2 separate regions of the Sus scrofa genome follow, and region 2 is linked to region 1. The links are chromatin contacts, called in public HiChIP or PLAC-seq maps. All regions are on one chromosome and are shown on one strand. The core of a region is the stretch at or near the end of the contact, and the rest is flanking DNA. Distances in the headings are between cores, read along the strand shown.

The links. HiChIP or PLAC-seq counts read pairs in DNA pulled down with a chosen protein or histone mark.
Region 2: a contact with region 1 is called in an H3K27ac HiChIP or PLAC-seq map of alveolar macrophages. The contact joins two enhancer-like sites. A contact is called at or near these places in 1 of 47 Hi-C or Micro-C datasets (embryonic fibroblasts) and 1 of 2 datasets of contacts at active chromatin or transcription factors (alveolar macrophages).

What each region holds. Positions count from the first base shown.
Region 1 is chr7:94,935,409-94,940,807 of Sscrofa11.1, forward strand. All of the region lies in intron 4 of SIPA1L1 (signal-induced proliferation-associated 1-like protein 1), which reads left to right. Among named protein-coding and RNA genes, the nearest start is that of SIPA1L1, 150 kb to the left of the region's middle. Within about 2 kb of position 1,368, at least 2 of the 83 cell types and tissues checked have an H3K27ac peak or open chromatin away from gene starts, as enhancers often do. A contact at or near this core is called in alveolar macrophages, where this site is marked.
Region 2 is chr7:95,162,440-95,168,006 of Sscrofa11.1, forward strand. SIPA1L1 (signal-induced proliferation-associated 1-like protein 1) reads left to right here. Exons shown (of 27, transcript XM_021099427.1): 25 at 1,044-1,158; 26 at 3,599-3,680; 27 at 4,339-5,567. The coding sequence ends at 4,482. LOC110261627 (a long non-coding RNA gene) reads right to left here. Exons shown (of 5, transcript XR_002346001.1): 5 at 1-160. Among named protein-coding and RNA genes, the nearest start is that of RGS6, 200 kb to the right of the region's middle. Within about 2 kb of position 2,457, at least 14 of the 83 cell types and tissues checked have an H3K27ac peak or open chromatin away from gene starts, as enhancers often do. A contact at or near this core is called in alveolar macrophages, where this site is marked.

The DNA.
Region 1 (5,399 bases), core at 118-2,617:
TGCCCAGTTACAGAGAGAACGTCCAGCAGGGAAGGTGTGGACGACACTGTGCCTGGCCTACCCAGTGGATGCTCGCCTTATGTGTATGTTCATCGTTTTTTTTCACGTTGCATTATAATTGCACCTGTGCTTTTCTTTCGCTTTTCTGGATGATAGATTCCTAGAGCACGGTCCCTGTGTTTCAGTCATTAAAAGCTATTCCTGGCATCCTGAATGGTGTGTGGTGCACAGTCAGTGCTCCGTAGATGTGTGATGACTGGGGAAGGGCGCATAGGTGAGTGGGACGAGGAGACAGGAAGACTGGAGCTCCCTGGGTGCCCACTTTCCCCTGCTCAGCCCCCCCGAGACATGAGGTGCACATCCCGGAGGTAAAGAGCAGGGCTCCTGAGCTGGCCTGGGAGCAGTTTTTCCACGGCACTTCGTCGTGCTGAATAAGCCGGCCCTCTGGCAGATACCATGGCGTAATTCAGAGTTACAGAATTATCGGTCCATGGAAGACTCTTAATTTAGGAGCTCTGGATTCATTCCCTTCAAGTTGTTCCTTTAATGTTTATTGAGTGTCCCCTCTGTATTGGGTTCTAGAGCTGCATAAGTGAACAAGAGTAATTCTTGCCTTTAAGTTCTTCCAGGATAGTAGGGGAGACAGAGAAACACAACACTCACCCCATCCTCGGTATACAGGTGCTTAAGTGAAAGATTAAAGGCATGAACAAAGAAGGGACTTGTGCTTCTTTATTTCTTCTTTAAGAAAATTAAGTTCTTGTTACCACGGCAAGTGCTGTTCCTTAAGCCCTGTTCTTTCAGAGACTTTACGAGCTGATTTATATTTATGTGTATGAGACACGAGGCAGATGGTAGCAGTAATGGGACAAAAACAGGATCAGAGATGATTATTGGTCTCTGCAGTGTCAGTATTTTGGACCATAACTTCCCTGGACAGACAATACTAGAGAAATCCTATTTAGACTCTCTCTTTAAATTCTTGGCATGCATCCTTAAGGCCTAGGATGGCTACTGGAAGGAGGGAAGAAAAAAAAAGGGTGAAATTCTAAACAGAATCAATTCCCTTGAAGTAACTTTTCTTGGCTTAATTTTCTCAAAATACATGTGCTGGAGTTCCTGTTGTGACTCAGCGATAGTGAACCCGACTAGTACCCATGAGAACATGGGTTCAGTCCCTGGCCTTGCTCAATGGGTTAGGGATCCGGCATTGCTGTGAGCTATGGTGTGGGTTGCAGATGGAGCTCAGGTCCTGAGTTGCTGTGGCTGTGGCTTAAGCTGGCAGCTGCAGCTCCAATTCCCTAGCCTGGGAACTTCCCATATGCTGCAGGTTTGGCCCTAAAAAAGCAAAAGCAGAACAAAACCAAACCAGACCCATGTGTTTATGTCTCATTGGCCTGAGCTTAGTCATGAGAACGGACTTGCTGTAAGAGAGGCAAGGAAAGGTAGTCTTTTAGTTAGTTGCCTTGCTTCCCCCAGATAAATCGGGTTCTGTTAGGGACATAGAGAGAGTAGACACTGGGTAGCAACAAGCAGACTCAGCTACATTGCTAAGTAAATGTTCTTTGAATGAACAAGTGAAAATGAAGGAGATGTTATAGAATCAAGGCTTTTGGTGCAAATACTGTACAATTACCTTTTTTTTTTTTTTTTTTTTGGTCTTTTTAAGGGCAGCACCCGCAGCATATGGAGGGTCCCAGGCCAGAGGTCTAATCAGAGCTGTAAGCTGCTGGCCTATGTCAGAGCCACAGCAACGCCAGATCCGAGCCACGTCTGTGACCTACACCATAGCTTGCGGCAAGGCCGGATCCTTAACCCACTGAGTGAGGCCAGGGATCAAACCTGCAACCTCATGATTCCTCGTTGGATTTGTTTCCACTGCTACATGATGGGAACTCCTATACAGTTACTTTTCATGGACTATATTTTTTCAACCATAAAATCAGATTGATCAACCACATATCTAAAACATGAAATACTTGGGTTGCTTTGCCCTCTAAATCACAGTGTTAGTTTATCTTTAGGCATATGTGGCTTGGGCCAGAATTGTAGGCTAATGAGAGGAGAGAGGTTTGGGGTCTGACATACCTATGTGGACACACTTTCATTCTTGATTAGCAATAGTTTATTTTACTGAATTACTGTGGTTTTTTGGTTTATAGAAATAGCTATGTAACTTATGTAGTTTTAGAGCTATTTTTTCAGAAGTTTATCTTTTCACTTCTGCCCTGGTGATTTTCCTAATGCGGACACTAAAACTAAATGTTTTAATCACTAACGCATGATTTCTTAAGTGATATATATACACATAGTAGTGCCAACCTTTACCACTGTAATACTCTTGAAATACAATTTCTTAAAAATTGGAAAAGTTCTAAGTGTTTTGAAGTTTTCTTGAAATTGAGAATGATATCAGTTTTCAAAATTATCATCAATTGGTGCCATATTTATTTAACTGGTATTTTGGTAGGATATTTATTCATGGTTTTCTTTTCTTCTTCTTCTTCTTCTTCTTCTTTTTTTTTTTTGCCTTTTTAGGGCCGTACCTGTGGCATATGGAAGTTCCCAGGCTGGAGGTCAAATTGGAGTGACAGCGGTTGGCCTACACCACAGCCACAGCAATACTGGATCCGAGCCATGTCTGCGACCTATACCACAGCTCAGGGCAACGCTGGATCCCTGACCCACCAAACGAGGCCAGGGATTGAACCCGTATCCTCATGGATACCAGTCGGGTTCATTACCACTGAGCCACAATGGGAATTTCCCTTTTTTGTTTTTTTTTTTGTATTTTTTAAACTTGCGGTATAGTTGATTTACAGTGTTGTGCCAGTTTCTGCTGTACAGCATGGTTACCCAGTGATACATATGTGGGTATACACATTCTTTTACTCATATCAGCCCTTATCATGTTCTATCCCAAGAGATTGGACACAGTCCCTGGTGCTGTGCAGTAGGAATGGTTTTCTTTTATCTTCTAGATTCTGACCCCAGAATTTAAAAGAAAACTCTTTCTTCCTGGTCATTGAGACTGCTTTGATCAGGATTGCCCTGCGAACTTTCTGAAGAGAAGGGTCCTGTGAGGAACCTTAAAAATAGGTTTTTGTTGGCTTCTTCTCTGGGGCAATACTCATGTACTCTGCACTCCATTGAAAATATGCTCTCTTCCTTCATTCTTTTGTGCCAAGCAATCGGAAACGGGCTTTCCCAAACCATTTCCATGTGAAGAATGGGCTGCTTTTATTACTTATGTGAAAAAGTAAATTCCAGGGACCCTCAGCTGCAGGATGGCTCTTTCTTCCCAGCTGCTGCCCTTCCTCTGTGGAGGATGCGGGTTGCTGAGACAAGGCTTTGTCTGTTGCATGTAAAATGAACTTTGTTTGGCCCTCCCTCAAGCAGCTTCAAGTGCATAAGTGTCCAGCTGGACATTCCTCACCAGATGATAATTTAAATGCAGGTCAAATTTAGAACCCAACTTATATTAGTTTAAAAATAGACACTGCTTTAGAAAGCTGACCTCTGGTACTTTTGGGGCTTGGGGATCAGCTAGGCCATTTCTTGTGATTCACACAGCTGTTTTAGACTGAAGGGCAGTGCACATGTAGGCGAGATGGAGCCAGTGTCCTTGTGACTTCCCAGTCTTCCTGCTACCCCAGTTTCTTCCGTCTCCATGCATTACTCCCAGTAAATTCATGGCAAGTATATCACAGACTAGAGTCTGATTTCTGTATATTAATTTTATTGGAGGCTTTCCAGTTTGACTAAAAAGGGCTCAAGAACACAGAAAAAAAAATCTAACAGGTTAATTTCAAGGTAATAAGACTTTATTACATGATGTATTCTTGGGTTTTATTTAGATGAGTCAGAGATTTCCCTCAGGGGACAGGGTAAGCATTGATCACCTTAAAGATGAGAAAGCTAAGATCCCTGGCAGCTTTCACCTGGGGCTGGAAGTCAGTTTATCAAATGATGTAGCATAATGTTTATAATATGCAAGTGAGTTACTGGTTATCAAAATACACAGTCATTTTATCATGTCTCATTTATTACCCCAAATCTAAGGTTTACATAATGTGTTCAGCAAAAAAGTTAATGGGGGTGTTCCACTGTGGCACAGTGGGTTAAGACTCCGACTGCAGCAGCTCAGGTTGCTGTGGAGGTGTGGGTTCGATCCCTGGCCTGGTGCAGTGAGTTAAAGGATCCAGAATTGTTGGAGCTGCAGATGGGATTCAGTCCCTGGCCCAGGAACTTCCATATGTCACGGGTGTGGCCATAGAAAAGAAAAGTTAATAGGGTAAAGTTGAGATTGGGAGGAGTTTATTACTAGCTTTTTTTAATTATCGGAGAAGCAAACATATTAAGCTTGCATGGATATTGAGTTACTCCCTAAATCTTGTCCAAAACTGAAACAAAATAGTAAGTTTAAAGTTTTAAGTCTTGCATTATTTAGAGTTAAATAAAAAAAAATTGTTAAGGGCAGTTTTTTTCTTTATAATTTAAAGAGGTAAAAATAAGCTTTTTTTTTTTTTAATGAAGTAAAATTTGTCTTTATTTCTGGATACCAGTTTCCATACAGTCTTTGTTTTGTGTGTGTGTGTGTGTGGCCACGCCTGCGGCATGTGCAAGTTCCCAGGCCAGGGTGGAATTTGTGACATAGCAGTGACCTGGGCCAGCTGCTGCAGTGACAATGACAGATCCTTAACCCACTGCACCACAAGGGAATTCTCACTTGTCATACAGTTTTAATGGCTACCATCTCTGCTGACACCTTTGTATGATAATACTTTGTTTTGGGTATCCCTCAAACAACTTGGAGGCCAATTGGACATTGATCATTAGATGGTAATTTAAATGTTTCTTTGAGACTGATTACCTTTAAACAGAATTAGGATTTAAACAGAAATGTTAAACATTGGGTCTTTTTGGTAAATTTAGCAATACAAAATTACATATATTATTTTGTGATACACTTGTGCTAGTAATGTTATTTTTTTTACCTCAAAACAATTATCTTTTAAAGAGAGAAAATATGGAGTTTTTGCTTGCTTTTTGTTTATAAAGGTAAGAGTATATTGTATATACTCTGTGTGTGTATGTGTGTATAATCCATGTTATAGTAATTGACATGTTTCTGACAGAGGGCTACTGTGAATATTTTTGCATTGCCAAAGTCATGTTTGGACGTGCTAGCTAGGATGGGACATGTCATACAGTGACATTGTTTGACGCATTTGTGGAGACAGTTACGGTTTTTTCTTTGGTGTGTACCTATTTGGACAAAAGGAAAACACTTACTTGCCATAGTAATTTTTTGTCGTGACTTAAAAGCTAAAACTAAAAGAAGTAGAATTTCCTTCAAGTAGGCAACCTTAGGGATGAATGGCTACCTGATGATGTAG
Region 2 (5,567 bases), core at 1,207-3,706, 230 kb after region 1:
GGATGCTTGTCCTGCTTGGCCCAGACCAAGTGCGCCGTCTGCCCTTCTCATTCATCCCTCCTGTGGGTGGTAGTGTGTTCTCTGCCTGCACTCTTCCTATGCTTGCGTTAAGCTGCTGGTCCTGAAATGCAGCCCTGTAGACTGTTGCTGACCTGCTCTGCTAAAATAGAAAAAACTAAAAGTAATGCTCTGTGTTGACATAGGTTGTCAATCATCTTTTTTTCAATAGACTGACTCCCCCGATTCCCAAGGTTGTCCCTCCACACTTGTTGATGCTAAGATGGTCCTTGTAAAATGATGATACTGCCAGATGACTGGTTTTTGAGTTTTATTTTATTGCCCTTACTGGATAAGTTGCTATTCTGTCAAGCTCAAATTTTGGGGGGAAATTGACTAGACCTGAATTCAAAAGTCAGGCGGCCATGCAGCAGTGAATCCCCACTTTAGCTGATGGAAATTCACCAGGACCAACTTGATTGGAAATTGAGTGACCAAGGGGTTGGTCACTCTCATGCATATAAAATCAAAGTTTTGGCTTTTTAGTAGGAGATTTGATTTTGCTACTTGACTCAAGCTTGAAATTGTATTTGGAAACAGAGAGTGTGTGTGGACTTAGGTTGAAGCCCACCAAGGTAGCCAGGAGTCTTGTGGAAAATGTCCTTGCAGAAGCCTCAAGAAGCTTAATACGAAGAACCCTTTTATGCATTTCCTGTCACTGAGTGGGGAGCCTTGGTCTGGAAATTTGGCACAAAGCCTATTTTGAGGGAAACCATTTAATAAACCATTTACTTTGATGAGCAAGCAAAAAACTGGAAGAGACACCGATTCACAACAACTATATTTAAAATAAATTTAGCTGGAAGAGGAGAGCAGCATTGAAAACAGTAGAAATTTTCTCCTACTCGAGTTGGGCGATAAGGCTTCTGATGCATTCCTGCCCCTTGAATAGATTTGACTGTGCATGTAGGACATTTCTTGACTTGGTAGAGAGGCGCCAGGATGTGGTTCCAAGGTTACTGAATGGCTTCTTCTCTCCCTTCCAGTCCAGAGAGCCTCGTTCTTTGCTGCTAGCGATGAAAACCATCGCCCTCTGAGTGCCGCATCCAACAGTGACCAGCTTGAGGACCAGGCTCTGGCCCAGATGAAGTCTTACAGCAGGTTGGTCCCCCAGTGGCGAGGGTACCACTCTGGTGATAGCAGGTGGGGGGAAGAGGCGATGGAGGCCACCTGGATGAGCTGAATGAAGTTTATCCGTGATGCCACTTTTACTTAGAATGCTTTATAACGAAATACTCTAAACACCATTGAACAGTTCTTGGTGACTTAAATGATGTATATTCATAATTATGACTTCAATGCCATAGTACAGTTACGTTCTAGGGTTTATTAGGTAAGGTAAGTCACTCGTGCTAAATATCCTTAGATGCCTATGCGTGTAGTCCTTGAGTCTGGGTTTTGAGTCGCTTCCCCCGCTGACAGTTGGTCATGCTTGTAAATGTGCCTGCATCTTAGCAACTCCTAGTGTCCTACTTCAGACCTACCATCAGAACTGGGTCACCTCCGAATAGTGAAGATTTATGCAAAATAAGCAAAAAAAGCAGTAGTTAAGAGTATGGGCTATTCTGTTGGTTATGTCGAGGCTGACTTTTCCATTTTGCCTCAGCGAGGTTATTGGATAAATGGGTGATGTTCCTGTGCCTTAAAGTATCCCCACAGCCACCCATGGACACACAGTAACCACTCCTTGAAGCAGAGTAATTCCACCAGTTTGACGGCTCTTCTTTTAAAACCTCTCTTGAGAATGGTTAAGAATGCAAGTATCTATAAAGCTTGGTCAGGACAGCCAACAACAGGAAGAGGAAGGTTGTACAGATTTGCACACATGCACACCCCGGGACGTGTGCTTCTGCGGACTTCCTGAGCCGGTCTGCAAGGAAACCCTCCTTGTGGGTAAAGTGTAGGAGTGACGCATCATTTGTTCTGTGTGCAGCACGCAGACGCTGCAGGCATCCTGTCACTGGGACAGCTGGGGCAGGTGGTTAGTTGAGCTGCTGAGAACTTTTTTTAAAAAACTGTGGCGTCAGGGGAGAGCCCGAAATGGCCCTTCTGTAGGATGCAGAGCAGTGTGAGTGAATGAAGACTGTTCTCCCGAGAAGGGATTATGAAACAGTTCCTAAATCTCTGTGGACGAGTAAGAGGAGGAGGAGGAGTTCTTTGCTCAGTGTGGATGAGCACATGCAAATGGGGTTAAATACGTTTTTAAAGATGATCGGTGCGCTCGCAGACACGCACTCACTGTGAGAATCTGCGGAAGTCAAGATAGGCTGCTGAGAGCCACTACCAGTCTGCAGTGGCTGTGGCAGCCCTTCCAAGAGCAGAGACGGTGGACTCGATGGCTTGAGAAGGACAGCCCTGCCCCCATCTCTCAGCCTCAGCGTTTCGGGCAGCTCCACCCTTCTTCTGTCTTGTCTTTGGCCTTCACCCGGTCAGCCATGCCCTGCCTGTGGGGCTGTGGCTTGCACTTGATTGACCACTTCCCTTTTAAAATCTATTCGCTGTCAGCTTTTCATCAGTCATCCTGTCTTAGACGTTTGGAGGTCATTGTCATTCCATTTTATTGGCACCCTTGTGCCACTCTGCACCACTCTGGGCTCGCTGTAGATCCAACAGCAGCAGAAGACATTGGCACCGCTTATTTTAGGTCAGGAATTCTAACTCAAAGTTTATCTCGTGACTCCAAGATTTCAGAGGCACCACCTTTGACATCTAGAAAGCAGCAGCTGCTTATGTTGTCTCAGTGGAAGCCTTGAGCTTCTTGGTTGTGGGATGGAGGCGGTGTTTCTGGGTGAGAACTCTCCCGGAAACATTTCAGGGCTTGAATTCAAGGAGAGGAGAGGGCGGGAGAAGAGGTGACAGGGTCTCCAGCCCTTGCCCAGCTGTGCATTCTGTCCAGTGTGGCCTCTCATCCTCTCGCTCCCTCCTTTGGGCGCTCCACTGGCATGGCATTTTTAGCAGTTCAGAGGAAAGGGAGAAAATGAGAAATTTGTGGCCTTTAGAGTTTGCTGATCATGATAGGAAAGAGCTTTACGGCATTAAGACTAGACTGACAATCTTCTGAAAGATGGAGTCTTATTTTCAGAATAGTTAAAGATACTTAAACTAGCTTAAGACAAGACATGGGCAGGATAACGTAGCTGCCCCAAGCGAGAGTCGGTGCCCGCCCTCCCCAACCCTCTTGCACGCACAGGGGCCACTCAGGGGACAGGAAACATTTCGCTCTTTGACAGTCATGTCTGCCCAAAGTCCCTGTTGTGCTGCCAGAGAGACCGCTTTTACTTATTGTCCCATATTCTTTTGTCACAAAGATGCAGCCTCTTTAACAAAGGAAGCCATTGATGGGCTGCAGTTCACACTTTTGTTAAGATAACCATTTTCTTTTTGAAAATGAAAATGCACTGTTGTGGCACCATACTGAGTAATTGTGACATTGAAAAACATAAATACAGCCACTTCCTTAAAAAAAAAAAAAAACAAGGCCCAGGTAACCCAGCCGTGGAGGCTCCTGCCAACGTGGTCTCTTGTCTCTTGTTCCCCGCAGTAAAGATTCCTCTCCCACTCTGGCTTCTAAAGTGGACCAGCTGGAAGGGATGCTGAAGATGCTTCGAGAAGATTTGAAGAAGGTAAACACATTCTCACAGCAGGCTGTCCGGTCCATGCCAAGTGCCCTTGAACTGTGAGAGCCCTTTATCAGTAGTGTTCCTGGAATAAGATGTGGGCATTTTCCCTCTTTTCTTGGTACCCACATGTTTAGGGGGCCGCTTGGAACTTGGTTCCCACTGCCACACAGTGCAAGAAGGCCTTCATTGTCCCGTGTACAGAAAAAGCATTCCCCTCTTTTCTGAGTACCTTCAAACCTCAGCCAGCCCACTCGGAGGCCTCTCCCCGCCTCCTCATCCCTGGGCCATGACCCAGCCCCACCTGTCCTTACTGTTATTTGGGCTTTTGCACAAGAGAATTTTTCTGTTAAGACAGCAGCCACCAGACCGTCATCTCCATGTAAGACAGCCCTTACCCCTTCTAATTTAACAAAGACATTAAACTACACAGTCCTGTATTTACAGTCCAAAATAAACCTCTAGTGGATCTCTCTAGCAGTCTTGTGCCCTGGGAGAGAGCATCTGAACGCCCAGTGCCAGCCACGGAGACAGCAGCGGCTGTTTAGTGGAAAGAAGGGGAAGTGGGCGAGGGGTGCACACGGATTCACAGCCACTCCCTCCAGCTGCTGGGCTGGGCTGGGCCACTCTCTTAAGTTCCTTTCCGCTCTGCCCACTCTTCCAGGAAAAAGAAGACAAAGCCCACCTCCAGGCGGAAGTTCAGCATCTGCGGGAGGACAACCTGAGGCTGCAGGAAGAGTCCCAGAATGCCTCCGACAAGCTCAAGAAGTTCACCGAGTGGGTCTTCAACACCATAGACATGAGCTAGGCCAGGAGGGGGGCCACCCGCCAGCGGAGGCCTCCTCAGCCCTCCCTCCCCAGCTCCCGACTCGCCCCCTTTCGGGGAGTGCACACCACGACAATTGCAGATCAACAATCATTATCTGCCTTTTGTAGAAAAGAGAAAGAAAATGGTAAATAAAAATTTTAAAAAGTAAAATAAAAGTTTAACTGCTAAAATGTGAATGTCTATTTTTTTGCACAATATCTTTATCTGTTATGTATTTAAAAAGAAACTGGGCCCAGGGCCAGGGCCTCCCCCTGGCCCATCTCCCTCTTTCCATCAGCTCTTTCTTATTTCAGGTACCCCGAGCTTTCCCTTGTTATTCTGACAAATGTCATTGTTCCTAGGAAAATAAAGTTTTCAACTGTTTATTTGGGGAGGGGGATTTCCTTACCTTCATTCCTACAATGCCTGGGGAGGGAGGTGCTTTTAGAAAATGCCTACCTCCCTTGAATGGCCTGTGCATGAGCCAGTGATGTTTGTCCCTGTCTCACAGAGATCAGCAGGATGGGTTACTTAAGGGTAGCAAATGAGTGAACCAGAGAGCAGCAGAGCTAGAGCCTGCAAGCCAAGCCGCGCCCCTTTTCCATCCTGCATTGTGACAGCACGACTTCCTCCTTCCTTCCTGGGGAGATGGTCCAGGGCTCTGTGCTCCTCGGCAATGGAGCCTTTTTACCTGGCTTAAGTAAGTCCCTCTAAATTGGAGTCAGCCTTTCTGTGTCTTCCTGCTTCCCAAAAGTAATCAGTTTCAGAATTCCTCCAACTTTTGACCAAAATGCATACAAATCATAGGTTTATTTTTTTGGAGATTTTTAAAGATAACCATGTGGCAAAATAGTATTTGTAGCGCTCTCAAAATGATTGTATTAATACATCCTTCTCTCCAAAGCAAGGCTTTACCAGTATTTGTAACTAGGAAAAGCAAACGTTAAATTGTAAACTTTAATATTTCCTTGTTCGGAGCAATGACTGTGATAGCAGAATGGGCTTTTGAGACCTGCATGTCCCAGTGTACAATTTCAGCCCAGCATTTTCTGCATCCTCGTGTGGCCGTCCACAGGATTCTGTGG